Linked DNA regions of Mus musculus: region 1 is linked to region 2. A link is a contact called in public HiChIP or PLAC-seq data. All regions are on one chromosome and are shown on one strand. The core of a region is the stretch at or near the end of the contact, and the rest is flanking DNA. Distances in the headings are between cores, read along the strand shown.

What was found. HiChIP or PLAC-seq counts read pairs in DNA pulled down with a chosen protein or histone mark.
Region 1: a contact with region 2 is called in an H3K27ac HiChIP or PLAC-seq map of extraembryonic endoderm stem cells, with 2.8 times the contacts expected there. The contact joins two enhancer-like sites. A contact is called at or near these places in 1 of 39 promoter capture datasets (cranial neural crest), 4 of 115 datasets of contacts at active chromatin or transcription factors (the SCID.adh cell line, embryonic forebrain, embryonic stem cells and 1 more) and 1 of 9 other capture datasets (embryonic stem cells).

The regions. Positions count from the first base shown.
Region 1 is chr9:67,104,232-67,111,224 of GRCm38.p6, forward strand. Gm10646 (predicted gene 10646) reads left to right here. Exons shown (of 3, transcript NR_153957.1): 2 at 1,607-1,856; 3 at 2,522-5,368. It also overlaps the pseudogene Gm22145. Among named protein-coding and RNA genes, the nearest start is that of Gm10646, 5.4 kb to the left of the region's middle. Within about 2 kb of position 1,815, at least 108 of the 459 cell types and tissues checked have an H3K27ac peak or open chromatin away from gene starts, as enhancers often do. A contact at or near this core is called in extraembryonic endoderm stem cells, where this site is marked.
Region 2 is chr9:67,625,251-67,631,971 of GRCm38.p6, forward strand. It overlaps a transcript of Tln2 not described here. Among named protein-coding and RNA genes, the nearest start is that of Gm30936, 66 kb to the right of the region's middle. Within about 2 kb of position 4,296, at least 9 of the 459 cell types and tissues checked have an H3K27ac peak or open chromatin away from gene starts, as enhancers often do. A contact at or near this core is called in extraembryonic endoderm stem cells, where this site is marked.

The sequences.
Region 1 (6,993 bases), core at 565-3,064, 520 kb before region 2:
AAGAAGGGAGTTTTCCCAGGGTGATGCTTAGCCATTGCAATCCAGATCTTCCAACCCTTGAGATTTCCCCAAATGTGGGAAACTCTATTGTGTAGTTTGGGGACTATGTTATAACTTTGCCTTATAAAAACTAAATAAAAATAATATAGTGCAAGAGAGAACTCAGATAATTCAGCTTGCCTGAGAGACTTTAGGATATATTGAATTGGATGAGTCCCAGAGGATAAGAAGGGAAGTGAGAACAGAAAGTTACTTGAAGAGATTATAATGTTTTTGTTTTCTTTCTGGATTTGAAGCCATTAGACAGTGCAAACGGGGCCTCTCCAGGTGCACCTGTGTGCGACTCACCTTTGCTGCCCCTGTGGGACACACAGTAGGTGTGGCTATCTATGTGGTCTTACTCAATGGTCATCTCTGGGACGGGTGTGACCATCAGATGAGGCCCCTGGCAGGGGAGCCCATGGTGGAGAAGCCTGCCCAACGCCATGTGGTCAAAAGAGGAGTGGGAGCTTCAGTCTCCAGCAGAAACCTTTCAGTCTTGATAGAGTCTGACTGACTCATCTAGGATCCTCCCAGTTCCTGTGGGAAAGTCCCATGTGCTGGGCAACCTCCTTAGTCCCCAAGCAAACTGGATCGTGGCTCATGCTAGGTCAACTGCATAAACTCAGGGATTTGACAGATGGTGGTTTGAATTCCATCCCTACATTTTAATGACTATGTGTGCACTTTAACTTTTTTGCCAGTAAAGCTCTCTCTCGCTCTCTCTTTCTCTCTCTCTCAATCTTAAAAAGAATTATTGTTTCTTTTGGCAAAAAGGTCACACACACAGCCAGCAGGCATTGAATGGTGGCCTGTCCAAACTCTATATAACAGACACTCAAGAAATGTTAGCTTTGGGGACAGAGACATGACTCAACAGGTAAGAGTTTTGTGCTCTCCCAGAGGATCCAAGTTTGGTTCCCATCTCTCACCTATAGCTCTAGTTCCAAGGAATCCAGTACTCTTAGCTTCATCTGCACAGGCAGCATTCACACACACACACACACACACACACCTCTTTATACATGATAACTATTATTATTTGTATCTTGTTACAGTTTGGGTTTCCTACGATGATATCCATCTGTATAAAGCAGGGCCTGGTTTCAGAGGTCTGGAACACCAAGATTAAGGACACCCATGTTATCCTAGTTACAAAACATGACTACATCCCCAAATCAGCCTGGAGCTTTGCTTATACCTAGATCCTCGTAGGCTATAGAGTTGGTGGGGGTGTAGGGTTGAATGCTTGGCTGTGTTCAAGTCTCATACTGTAAAGACAATACAAAACACCTTAGTTCCCCCCAGGACACTGTCTCTAAAACACCCTTTTGACTTGTATAACAAGGTGTGTGAGTTTGCAAGGAATCCCTGAGAAACCGTTTAAACTCTGCTGAAACGTTAGAAGGCACAGGCTATGCTAGGCAATTTTCCGGTGATGGGTGTTGTGAGCTGTGGCAGGGCCCAACTGCGGTCAGAACCATCAGAGTTAATGCAAGGTTGGGTCCTCTCTGATCAGGAGGGGACAAAACAAAAGTCCATTGTTTGTTTGTTTTTTTCCCCCCAGAGCTTGAGCCTGCCTGAGGATGAAACTTCAAAGCAATTCCACAGGACCCTTAAAGATGGCTAATCCTCAGGCAGAACTCCTTTTTCTGTCTGTCCTGCTTCCTGACCCCGCTGCTGGCAGCTGGCCCAGGCTCCCACCTCTGCCCAGGGAGGCATTCCCTCCCGATGACCTCATCAGAAACGGTCCCTCCCGCAGGCCAGGACCTCTCACCACAAATTCTTCTTCTTCATCAGAGGCCCTGAAGCCAACGGTGAGTGGGCTACCACATCCCCTCCTCTCTAGAGAGCCGGCTTGGGGCGATGAGTCATGGAGGAAGCCATCTGGCTGCTAAATGCTCGAGATCGCCTAAGAGCCATCAGTTCAGTTCACTCACAAACCTATGAATGGTTCCTTAAAAGAAAATGTAAAGGGCAAGAAACCAAAAGAGGGCCCTGGACCTAGCTCCTTGTAGAGTGCTTGCCTAGAACGCATGGAACGCTAGGCTTGATCCCTAACACGGCACAAAGCAGGCCTTCGCATGCTTCGGAAGGAGCAGAAGTTCAAGACCTCCCTGGGTACACACAGAATTTGAAGGCCTCCTGGGCTACTTGAGAGCCTGTGGGAGGTGGTAAGTAAATTATAATTTGAGAGTTTTGCAGTAGCCCAAGTGAGATACAAAGGGAAGTGTGGGGCTGGAGAGATGGCTCTGCAGTTAGGAGTGAGCACTGCTCTTGCAGAGCCTGCATTGATTTCCAGCTCACATCTACTGGTCACTCCAGCGCCAGGGGATCTGGACTCTGAAAACACCCGTATTCACAGGCTTACACACTGGGGTGTGTTGCTTTCATTCACAAACAATAACTGAAGGAAATGGTAAATTTCAGGGTTTTTTTTTTTCCCCTATAGACCTAGTGAGCTCTATTGTCTGATTCACAGACCCTCACGAGGAATTCTGGAACCAGGTGACCTGCCTTCCAAGTGACCTGCCTTCCAGGTGACGTGACCTGCCTTCCAAGTGACCTGCCTTCCAGATTTAGCATTTTGTAGCCATGGAGAGTAAATTTCTCCCAGTTGTTCATGGACTTGTGGGATATCAGTACATCAAGGAGGCTCCTAACTATAATCCCTCTTTTTAAAAGAAATGCCAGGCATGAATGTTGTTGCCACTGGAGGGAGGAGAAGGGATGAAGAAAGGATTCAGAGGAATGACAGGTAAATCTCTGACCCTTCCATCATTCCCTGTGGTGAACAGGGAGCTGAGGGACTAGTCATCTTGTTTACAGCCACGGCCCACAGGTCATTCCTCCGAACAAAGGATTCAGAGTTACCGCCATGAACCCAACAGATTAGGCTGAGAAACCAGATAGTCAGTATCTGAAAAGGCAATACCCTTCCTCACTATGAGTATGAGTATGAGTGTGAGTGTGAGTGTGAGTGTGTGTGTGGTGTGTATGTGTGTTGTGTGTATGTGTGTGTGTGTGTGTGTGTGTGTGTGGTGTATACGTGTGGTGTGTGTGTGTGTGTAGTATGATGTGTATGTGTGTGTGTGTGGTATGTGTGTATGTGGTGTGTGTGTGTGTGTGTGTGTCTATGCCTGTGTGTGTGTCTATGCATGCATAGCTGTGGAGGTCAAAGGTCAGTGTTGGTAATTTTCCATCAGTCACTGCTCTACCAATCTTCAGGCTCTCACTGAACCTGGACTTTGTGGAGTAGGCATGGGAGCCGTGCATAGGTTTTAGCATAAGTTCTGGGGATTCAAATCATGTCTTCATGTATTCAGCAAGTGCTCCAATCCATCTTTCCAGCCCCTGAAGGGCTTTTCTACAAGTGCTAATGTCCATGCATAGGTCTTCAGACCAACATATTTTCATTTCTTGTGTGTCTGAGTGAAGTGTATGTTGGTATCTTCCTCAGCCCCTCACCTCAAAGATCTGTCTCTGTGTGTAGGCCCTGGGATTACAGGTGTGTATGGAGCCAGGATTGTTTTACACAGGTGCTAGGATTTGAACCCAGGTTCTCAAGCTTGCCCTGGGGACACTTTACCAACTGAGCAATCTCCCCAGGCCCCTGATTCTCCCGAATCCTAGAGCCAAGTCTACACCAATGAGAACTGATTGCTGTAAGAATTTATTTTCCATTGATAAGAAACATGTGCTTCCTACATCCTTCTGGGAGTCTTGACAAATGACAAATTCAGTCGAACGTACAAAACTCAGCTGCCCACAGCAGCAACTCCTAAATCAACCTTGATTTCCTATTAGTCAATATTTCATGACCTCATTGCCAAGCCATGTTGATCTCCCCTCCCCTCCCGAGGTCTCCCCTCAGGCAGAATGTCTTGCCTGGGCTAGCCAAGGAAAGCTACTTGATTTCTCTGACAGGGCTGCTCTTGTGTCTTCTGGTGTGGGTTTCTCTGATTGAGTCCTTTGTTCTTCAGCCATCCACCTGCAGGTAATTATTCAGTACTTAGAATGTTTGCAGTGCTGGAGTAAATGCTGGGGAGTGAAAACTGTTTGCTGAACACTTCTGACACGTCAGGCACTGTGCGAACACTGTCACAGTCCTTATGTGTTAATTAGCCTTTCTTATTGTCACCAAATACCTAACAAAAAGCAACTTAAGGTCGAAGAGATTTATTTTGACTCGTGATTTAGAAGGCTACAGCCCATCACTGCACAGAAGGTAAAGTGGTGAGAATGACTTGAGACAACTACTTCTCATATGGACTAGGAAGAGACCTCAGGTCAGGATCAGTGTCCATAGCTCTCTAGCCCCACCCCTGCTGCTCTATGTCCAGACTCCAAGTCCACACGATTCTATTGAATGAAAAAACAATGAGGGCAGGTCCGGAGGAGGAGAAGGTTGACATGAGGGAGAGTCAGGAAGAGGCATCTGAAAAGATCCAGACTAAACCATGAGAAGAGGTAGGGGTGGGGGTGTGAGAGAGGAAGAGAAGGGAGAGGGAGCAAAGAGATTCCCTAGGAACCCAAAGACCAAGAATACCAAAATGTCAAGAGACCCCATGTCCAAAATGGCTAAGGTTATATAGGGATTACAGGCTGGGGGAAGGGAAGTCCAGTCCAGTCCTTGGTCTGAAGACTTTGGGGGGTGGGGGTAGGGGAAGGGGTTGGGCAGGGGGATGATGACTCTGTAACAGGTATTGAGAGAGGCTGGGAGAACCTGGCAGCCAGCATCCACTTTGATATGTTTTAAATAGGCACCTCAGTTATCCATTTATCCTGAGTTTGAGATCTAATATCTATGATCTCCCAGAACATTATCACCAGCTGGGGACCAAGTGCTAATGTATGAGTGAGTAGGAGTGGGGCACTTCACATTCAAGCCATAACAGTTTCTCATTTAGTTCTCAGAGCTACCTGTGAAGTTGGACTTATTCTGTAGAAAGAGTTCAAAGCTGAATAGGTTCTTAGTCCACAAGTTACTAACTAGCACTTAGCTATTTACACAATTCCTAGGAAAGAAAATATATATAATATAATTCTATTTTCCAGGAGTTTGTAGTCTGTGTGTGTGTGTCTAATATATGTATACATATAGCTACATATGAACTATATGATAGCTACACCTTGAACTATAGACCTGAGGAACCATGCAAAGGCAGGAAATTGTAGTTTAAATGCAAGGAGAGATAAGACCACTGCACCACTGCAGACTGGATGGTTGTGAAGGAATGCTTACTCCAACAGCTGAAGAACTGGAAGGAGGAAAGGGAGGCAAGAGAATAACCAGGCAGCAGCATGGAGGACCTCAGAGGCCCAGAATACAAAAAAAAAAAAAAAAAAAAAAAAAAAAAATCAGATGTAATTTGGGAGGGGTGGGGCATGGCACAAAAGCATAAACCCTCTGGAATGAGGGTGTTTTCAGCTCGAGGCCTTAGCCACATTAGTGGCCAGATAAGCAGAGCACAAGAGGGACACAGTGGCCATTGGTGTGCAGGTGGGAGCAGGGAGGATTGCATGAAGTGTTCAGGTTGCAAGATGTGTGGCTTTGAGTGTCAGGTTGAGGAATGGCATATCGTCTCATAGGTAGACACTGGTATCCAGAACTGTGGGTTCTAGACCACACATGAAGGGAATCAAGTGATTGATCTGGACTCTTTATTTGGAGAGCATACCATAGCTCTAAGTGCCTTAATATGATGCAATCAAAATTCAAGCTAACCCAGAATACAGATAGCCAAGCTCCCTTCCCGACCCCCAGTATTGGAGACTAAAGCTAGGGCTCCCTCACTGAGCTGCATCCATTCCCAGGCCCCTCTCCCTTTTAAACCTGTTACTGTATGTGTGAGTGTGTGTGCACTTTCATGGAGGATGGAGGGTGGCGTGTGTATGAAGGTTCAGGGGACAACCTTAGTTGTCAGTTCTTGGATGACTTTTTGACTGAGAAAAGATCTTCCATTTACCTGGAACTTCACCACATAGGCCAGGCTAGCTGGCCTGTCAGCTTCCAGGATCCACTGCTCTCCCCCTCACATCTCCCCATTGTTGGGAATATAGGTATGTATCACGAAATCTGGCTTTTTATGAGTTCTGAGAATTCAGCTCAGGTCCCTGTCATATAAGAATTTACCAACTGAACCATTCCCCAGTTCATTAGTTTTACATTTTTTTATTTGAGACAAAGCTCACTAAAGTGCTTAGGCTGGCCTTGAACTTGTGATACTACTCATGCCTCAGCCTTCCAAGTAGCCAAGGACTGGAGACCTGTGTCACCGAGCTCAACACTACATTTTTTTAAAAAGCATAAACTATGTAAAACCTAAGTATCCCGTAATACAAATGGGGTCAAGTGAATGTGGGAAATACTGGAGACCAGAAGGGTGGGTGGTGGCTGTTGAGATAACAACAGTGAGAACTGACCAGAGAGCAGCCCTGTGTGCAGATTCCAGAGACAGGTTAGAAGCAAGATGCTCAGAGCATGGTGATTGATGGATGGAAGGTCCTGGGAGAGTAGGTGTCAAGGACAATTAATGCCTGGGCTTCTGGTTTAGACAGATGAATAAAGACTGAGATGAGGCAAATGCAGAGCAGGAGCCAGTGTGAGGCAGGAAGCAATAAATCCCATTTTCAACACAGGGAGATTGGCATATGAGTATTTGTTGTGCAGTTGGCTATGTGGGTCTGACACTCAGGAGGGAGACCTCTCTAGAGGCACAGATTTTAAAGGGAGCAGCTTAAAGATAGCAAATGCGGGCTCAGGAATGAATGGCTTTGCCCTGCAGTTAGGAAGAGTGAGAAGTGGGGCTTAGGATAGAAGCTAGAGGAACTCCAACACTGAAGGTCCTTTTCTGCCAGGTACCCCTGAAAAAAGCCTTCTCCACTGAAAACCAATGCTGTCTATGTGAGGGGGTGAAGATAGCTCAAGTCAATTAGGACTGACACTATGCT
Region 2 (6,721 bases), core at 3,046-5,545:
TGCACATCTGTATATACACTTATGCACATGTATGTAAAAACCATGAATATTGACTTTTTTTTTTTTTTTTTTTTGAGTCAGGGTTTCTCACTGTCCTGGAACCAGCCCAGTAAGCTAGGCTTGACTGACAGGCGAGTCCCAAGGATCCTCCTGTCTCTACCTCGACACTGCTGGAATTAAAAGCATTTGCCACTCACTATACCCAGCCTTTTAAAGGTTGGCTCTGGGGATCAAATTCAGGACTTCATCCTTGAAAGAAAGGGACTTTACCAAATGAACTGTAACTGTCACCCTAGGCTCTTTTGTCTTTTGGTACACTTCCCCGGAACTAGGCTGAAATGTCCTACAAAGACATCTGCCTTCCCCATTGGATGCTAAATGCTAGTGCTCTGTGACTATGCTTCAGTTGCCTTGCCTGACATCTTACCACAGGGTAGCTCCTTGAACTCCACATGGGGAGGGCTTGGAATGACAAGTGCTAGGCCAGTTGAAAGCCCTTCAAGGAGAACATTAAGCTTCTTAAAGTGGCCTCTGTATAATCTCTCAAACCTGGGAATAATCCACACTCTCCTTGGAAGACCTGCCATGAATGACCTCAGGCCATATTTAGGAAATGGCTTCACTCAAATCAAATATGAACTAGACACAGGTGTCAGGTCATTAACCAGGCAGTCCTGAGGCAAGGCAAGCAGAAGGAGAAGAATTTTTTCACTGAAGCATGCCAAGCCTTGAGACTCCTTAGCCTGGATCCCCCAGCACAGCAGCAGTGGGAAAGATACAGGGAACTGCCCCTCCCAGATGCCCAGATGCAGAAACTGACTCCCCACCCCCAGTCCCCAAGCCAGACTTGGAAGAGGAGGGAGCTGGCTCCCCACTGGTCAAGTGGGCTCTGGGGATGAGTGATTCAAGGACACTGAGGTCAATAGCAAACATTTCAGACAAGTCAATTTGTCATCTTCAACCCAGCGTCAAAAATTACCAAGAAGACTGCTTAAGTGGCCCTCTTCAGAGAGATAAAAATGAGAGGCAGCCATTTGTCTCCCTCCAGCCATCCTTGGCAGGTACTTCCTATCACTCAACAAGTATTTAACAAGGGTGTGACTACCAGTAACAGTACCTGAGCCCCTCATTCCCAGCACAAGACCTCCAACTACTGCATCCTGATACAAAATCCGAAACGGCCGAATGGCTCATCCAAGGCTAACTCTGGAAGCAGGAAGAGCCCGTCACTCATTAGAATTTTGGGGGGTGTTTGCTATATGACATTCATTGTTGCAGACACATGGTGACCCAGTGGCAGAGTGGGGGGGGGGTCTCTGTGTGTGTTTGTGTGTGTGTGTGTGTGTGTGTGTATTGTTTGTCTATTTCACTATGAACCCTGGATAACCTGGGACTCCACACATAGACAAGGCTAGCCTGAAACTCCAAACCTAGCCAGGGCTTAAATTTTAGGTGTGATCCACCACATCTAGCCTCTTTAACATTTATTTTATTTTTTATTTATAATCTTGAGTCTATGTGCCCATGTGGGAATATGTGTCTTGGGGGGGGGGGGTGTCCCTTTGAAGGTCAGCCTGGTGTTAGATCCTCTGGACCTGGAGTCACAGGCAGCTGTGAGTCACAAAAGACAGGTACTGAGAACCAAACTCCAGTCCTCTGAAAGAACTGCAAACGCTCTCAACACTGACCCACCTTTCCAGCCCCAGTACATTCCTGTTCTGGGACAGGGTCTCTCTCACTAGACAGGGAGCTTCAGGAGTAAAGCTAGACTGATTGGTCAAAGAGACCCAAGAATCCCTGTTCCCATCTCCCCAGCACTGGGATTACAAATACACAGCACCACGCCCAACTTTACATGGGAAGCAGGGAGTGGAACTCGGGTCCTCACGCCTGTGCAGTGAACACTTCCCAGACTAGGCCATCTCCGAAGTCCTTGGAGCTTACATGCCAAAGACCAGGTAAGATCTCATGCAATGTCAAAGTGACATGGATTCAAGAAAAGAAAAAAGCCTAAGGCATAAGAAAGGATACCACTGTGACCCTCAGGATCTGAGATTACTGCAGACTCCAAAAAGAAGTATTTTGTGAAACCACATTTCCGGCTTCCAGAAGCCAGAAAGAATAAATCAAACAAGAATGCTGGAGTCAGAGCAGCCAGGGGCAGATTCAGTTGGTGTAGAGAATGTTCCAGACAGGAGGCAATCAGCTGACTAAATTACGTAGAGAGGCTGCAGATACTGAGAGAGCACCCCTGGACTCACTCTTCAAATGCTGCTGATACCTTAGGAAATGTTTCTTTGAGCCCCATGTGGTGGCACACACCTTTGACTCCAGAGCCAGAGGCAGAGGCAGAGGCAGGTGGATCTCTTTGCGTTCGAGCACAGCCTGGTCTATAGAGCAAGTTCCAGGACAGCTAGAGCTACACAGAGAAACCACATCTCAAACAATAACAGCAACAAAAAGGTTTCTTTGGAGTTTTTGTTTTAAAGATTTGTTTGTTTGTTTTTTAATTGTGCATGTGTGTGTGGTTTGTGCACCTTGAGTACAGGTTCTCATGGTGTCCAGAAGACATTAACGGACGACCTGAAACTGAGTTACAGGTGGTAAGCTGTAGGTGCTAAGAACCAAGTTTGCTTCCTCTACAAAAGCCCCTGAGCTCTCTCAGTTCCCTTGAGAAGAGTTTGACCACAAGGGGTAGGGCGAAGCCAGAGTACACTGGGAGAACAAAATGAGTGGGGAGGCTCATGCCTTTGATCCCAGCACTTAGGAGACAGAGGTAGGTAAGTCTCTCTAAGTTCAAAGCCAGCCTGGTTTATACAGCAAATTTGAGGCCAGCCAAGGAATATATAGTGAGTTCCTATTTAAAAAATAAAAATATGTGAGTGCAGAGGAGATAATAAATAAACAAACAAATAAATAAATAAAAATAAAACAGAACATGACAACTCTTTCAAAAAAAAATGCTTTGCTGAAGGGCTGGAGAGATGGCTTAAGAGCAAGCACATTTTGCTCTTACAGAGGACCCAGGTTCAGTTTCCAGTACCCACTTGGTAGATCACAACCACCTATATAACTCCAGTTCCCCTTCTGGCCTCTGAAGGCACAAGGCACACAAATAGTGCTCAGACATACATGTAGATAAAACACTCATACACAGAACATAAAATAAAAGTAGTTTTTCTCCTAGTGTCTGCTAAGAAGGGAAAGCAAAGAAATGGGAGATGAATGGCTAAGACACAAAGTCAAGGGATGCCTTTTTTGCCTAAGATGAAGATGTCAGAGCATCTCCTGTGAAGATAATCCATCAGCGAGGGACTCTGATGATGTGGAGGGGAAGGGACAGCTGCAGAAGTGCAGAGAGCATGAACTCCAGGGAGGACGTGGACTCCTCAGTAGTCAGTCAACTGCTTCAGTGCAGGAATCAGGGAAACCAAGTCACCGGCTGACAGCAACCTCACACTAAAGCACAGTGGGTCTGCGGCGTCAGGAGGCCCGCTGGGATTCAGTCATACATCAAGAGCACAGCAGTGCAGATGGCCCAGTGGCTTCGCCACCCAGGCTCATTACTGTGGGGGGTGGGGGGGGGGGTAGAACAGTGAAAGCAAAGCAGAGGGCGGGTCTAATCAAGGGCTGGGTACTCAGCAAAATGAGAGCAAGGGCAAGGGTCATGGAGGTTGAGGATGTTCAGGAATCAAAACTGGGTACAGAGGATGGAGGACAGGAATGGGAGTCTTCTAAATAAATAAATAATAAATAATAAAGTAAGGCTCTGTACTTGATTTATTTTTCATATATGTATATGAGTTTTGGCTTTGGTTTGATTTGATTTGTTTGTTTGTTTTTTTTTTTTTTTTTTTTTTTTTTTTGCCAGCATGTGTATGTGTGCATATCTGGTACCTGCAATGGCCAGAAGAATGGAGTCATATCTACCAGAAACAGAATTACAGATAGTTATGAGCTGCCACATGGGTGCTAGGAGCAGAGCCTCAGCAAGAGCAGCCAGTGCTCTTAACCTTTGAGCCACACCTCTCCTGCCCACCTTCTGCTTCTGTTGTGGGAGTTGCCAGTACTCCCTTTGTGCATCCTTTGGTAGGTCTGGGTTCCAAAACCGGGTCAATCACACTTCCCCTCCCCCCACTACCCCACCCCCCCTCCACACTCACACACCTTATCTACTAGATAAACACAAAAACAAGAGCACTGCCCTCTAGGGATGAAACGTGTGGGGTGAGGGCAGGGTTACTTATCAGAGCAGCAAGATAAGCCCCCAAGAGCTTCTGCAGGACAAATGAATGGAAGACACAGAAGATTCCATTAGTTAAAGTCTACCGTGGAAGAGTCAAAAGACAACGCGAACGCTTGCAAGCTGCTCGAGGCTTTGGAACAGTGTCAGTTGGAACTGTTGGTTAAGAGCGAAACAAAATGTAGAGGGCTGACGCTGACGCTGACTTTGAAAATGCACTGTGAAATGGGCTGCAAAAGAGCCTGGTCTTAATTCATAGCTCAGGGCAACCCGTGAAGAAAGGTTCTAAGGACCATGTGACTCTTGTATTCAGCTTGTCCATCTTCAGGAGATGGCAAGTGCCAGGAAGTCAGAGGCTCCCAGTGCCTTTCACTTCTGCTTTACCCTCGACTGCCTTACCTTGTGAGTGCTGCCTGTTTATTGGGAAGGGGAGCAGCAGAGGCGTTTGGGAGAGTTCAACTTCAGGGAGAACATCTGGTTAAACCCACCACTTATCCCCATTATTTGTAATAGTTGTGTTTGGCTTATGTTTTAGCTAGTCTTGTTATTAAATATAAAAGCAATAGGATTACAAAGTTCTAGATGGGGTAAATACTGTAATTAAAAAGGCACCAGTTGGGTTTGTTAAACTATAATTCTAGAATGCCAGCCTCCTTGTTATGTTTTTCTTCTTGCCTTTAAACATTTTTTTGTACCTAATAAAAATTGTTTTTGAATGATTTAACCGGTTTTAGTACTTCCTGCTAGTCAAACACCAACCCAAATCCCCAAGAAAATAGTCGGACTCAAAAATTCTGGAGCAAGAATGTCACAGATCACAAGTCCCAGACACCATCCTAAGAGCCTGGGAATGCAGCAAGCACACACCACCTGTCACATGGCCTGGTAAACTGATAGGCAACTTTCCAACTCACAAAGGCACTTTTCTAGCCCTTTTGAAGTTACAAAATTTTACTAAGGGGGAAAAAAAATCAGGCACTTTGATCAAGCTATGAAGCTACGACAGTAAGAACCAGGCAAGAGAGAGTAAAACCTGGTTAATAATATCTGGTGAAAGAGGCACACAGAATTCACTAAGTATTAAGGTAGTACCATTGAGATTAAATATTAGAAGGCCTGAAATAAAGCATCTCTGGAGTTGACGAGATGACACAGATGGTTGGTAAAGGGCACTGGCCACAAAGCCTAATGACCTGAATTCAATCCCAGGGAGCCACATAGTGGAAAACCTGACTCCTCTGACCTCTAAATAAGGTGCCTATGGCTTTTCCCGACCCACCTGCGCTCGTACATACACACAAATAGATAGATAGATAGACAGACAGGCAGGCAGGCAGGCAGGCAGGCAGGCAGGCAGACAGACAGATGAATATGATTTTTTTTTTTTGTTTTTTTGTTTTTTCGAGACAGGGTTTCTCTGTATAGCCCTGGCTGTCCTGAAACTCACTTTGTAGACCAGGCTGGCCTCGAACTCAGAAATCCATAATATGATTTTTAAAAACTTTTTAAAAGCTCCTTTAAGTTAACTTTCATTGCATCACATCTAAAAGCTGTGCAAAATATATATGCAGCACACATCCAGACCAGCTCCTTGGGTAAAGGCACTTACAGCTTTTGCAGAGGATATGGATTTGGTTGCCAGCATCCACGTTGTGGTTCACAACCACCTACAACTCCAGTTACCATGGGATCCAACCCCCTCTTCTGGCCTCTGCACACAGGTGGCAGGCACATGCACATAAAAATAAATAAATTTAAAATGCCCTCTAGGGAACAATGTTGGCAAACAAACCTGGGCAAGGTGGATTTTAAACGTGCATGTAGCCTACAATGTACTGAATAAACTACTCGTGGGGATGGAGTTTGGAATTTTTTACTTCTCCCTTGGAGATACAAAGTCTGAAACACAAAGCCAAAACTGAGAGAGACCCGCAGGATCCCTTAGAACTTCCTACATAAATGAAAAGGTGTACAAAGGTACGGGGTAGACAGTGGCTAAGAACTCTCCGTTTCTGGGATTCAGTGTGCCACCTCTGAGCTAAGCCCAGAAAAGTCAATGTGATTTAAAGAGGGAGTGGGGAGGGAGGGTTCATCAGCTAATTCTCACCAACATTGGCTATTCTAATTTTGGTCAACTGTTATCTGGGACTTTTCCACTCTTCTAGGGTTCAAATTAAAAGGAAGAAAAGCATTCCTGCATGCACACGTGTACTGGCCTTCTCACAGCCAATGGCCATAGCCACCCTTCCTTCTCACTTTCTGCACAAGATCCCCACAGAGAGGAACAAGGAAGGTACAACCATTGAAAGGGTAACTTTCACACTGTGGCACTTAATGAAGCATATGGGCAACTGCTGACGTCAGGGGCTACATCTCCTTCACAAAAGTCTCTCCTCTCCCCAGACACCTCCCCCATTAGGTGTCTTTGGTCCTTCCCGAAATCTCTTCCAATGATGAAGACCCCAAGTGCTGACAGGA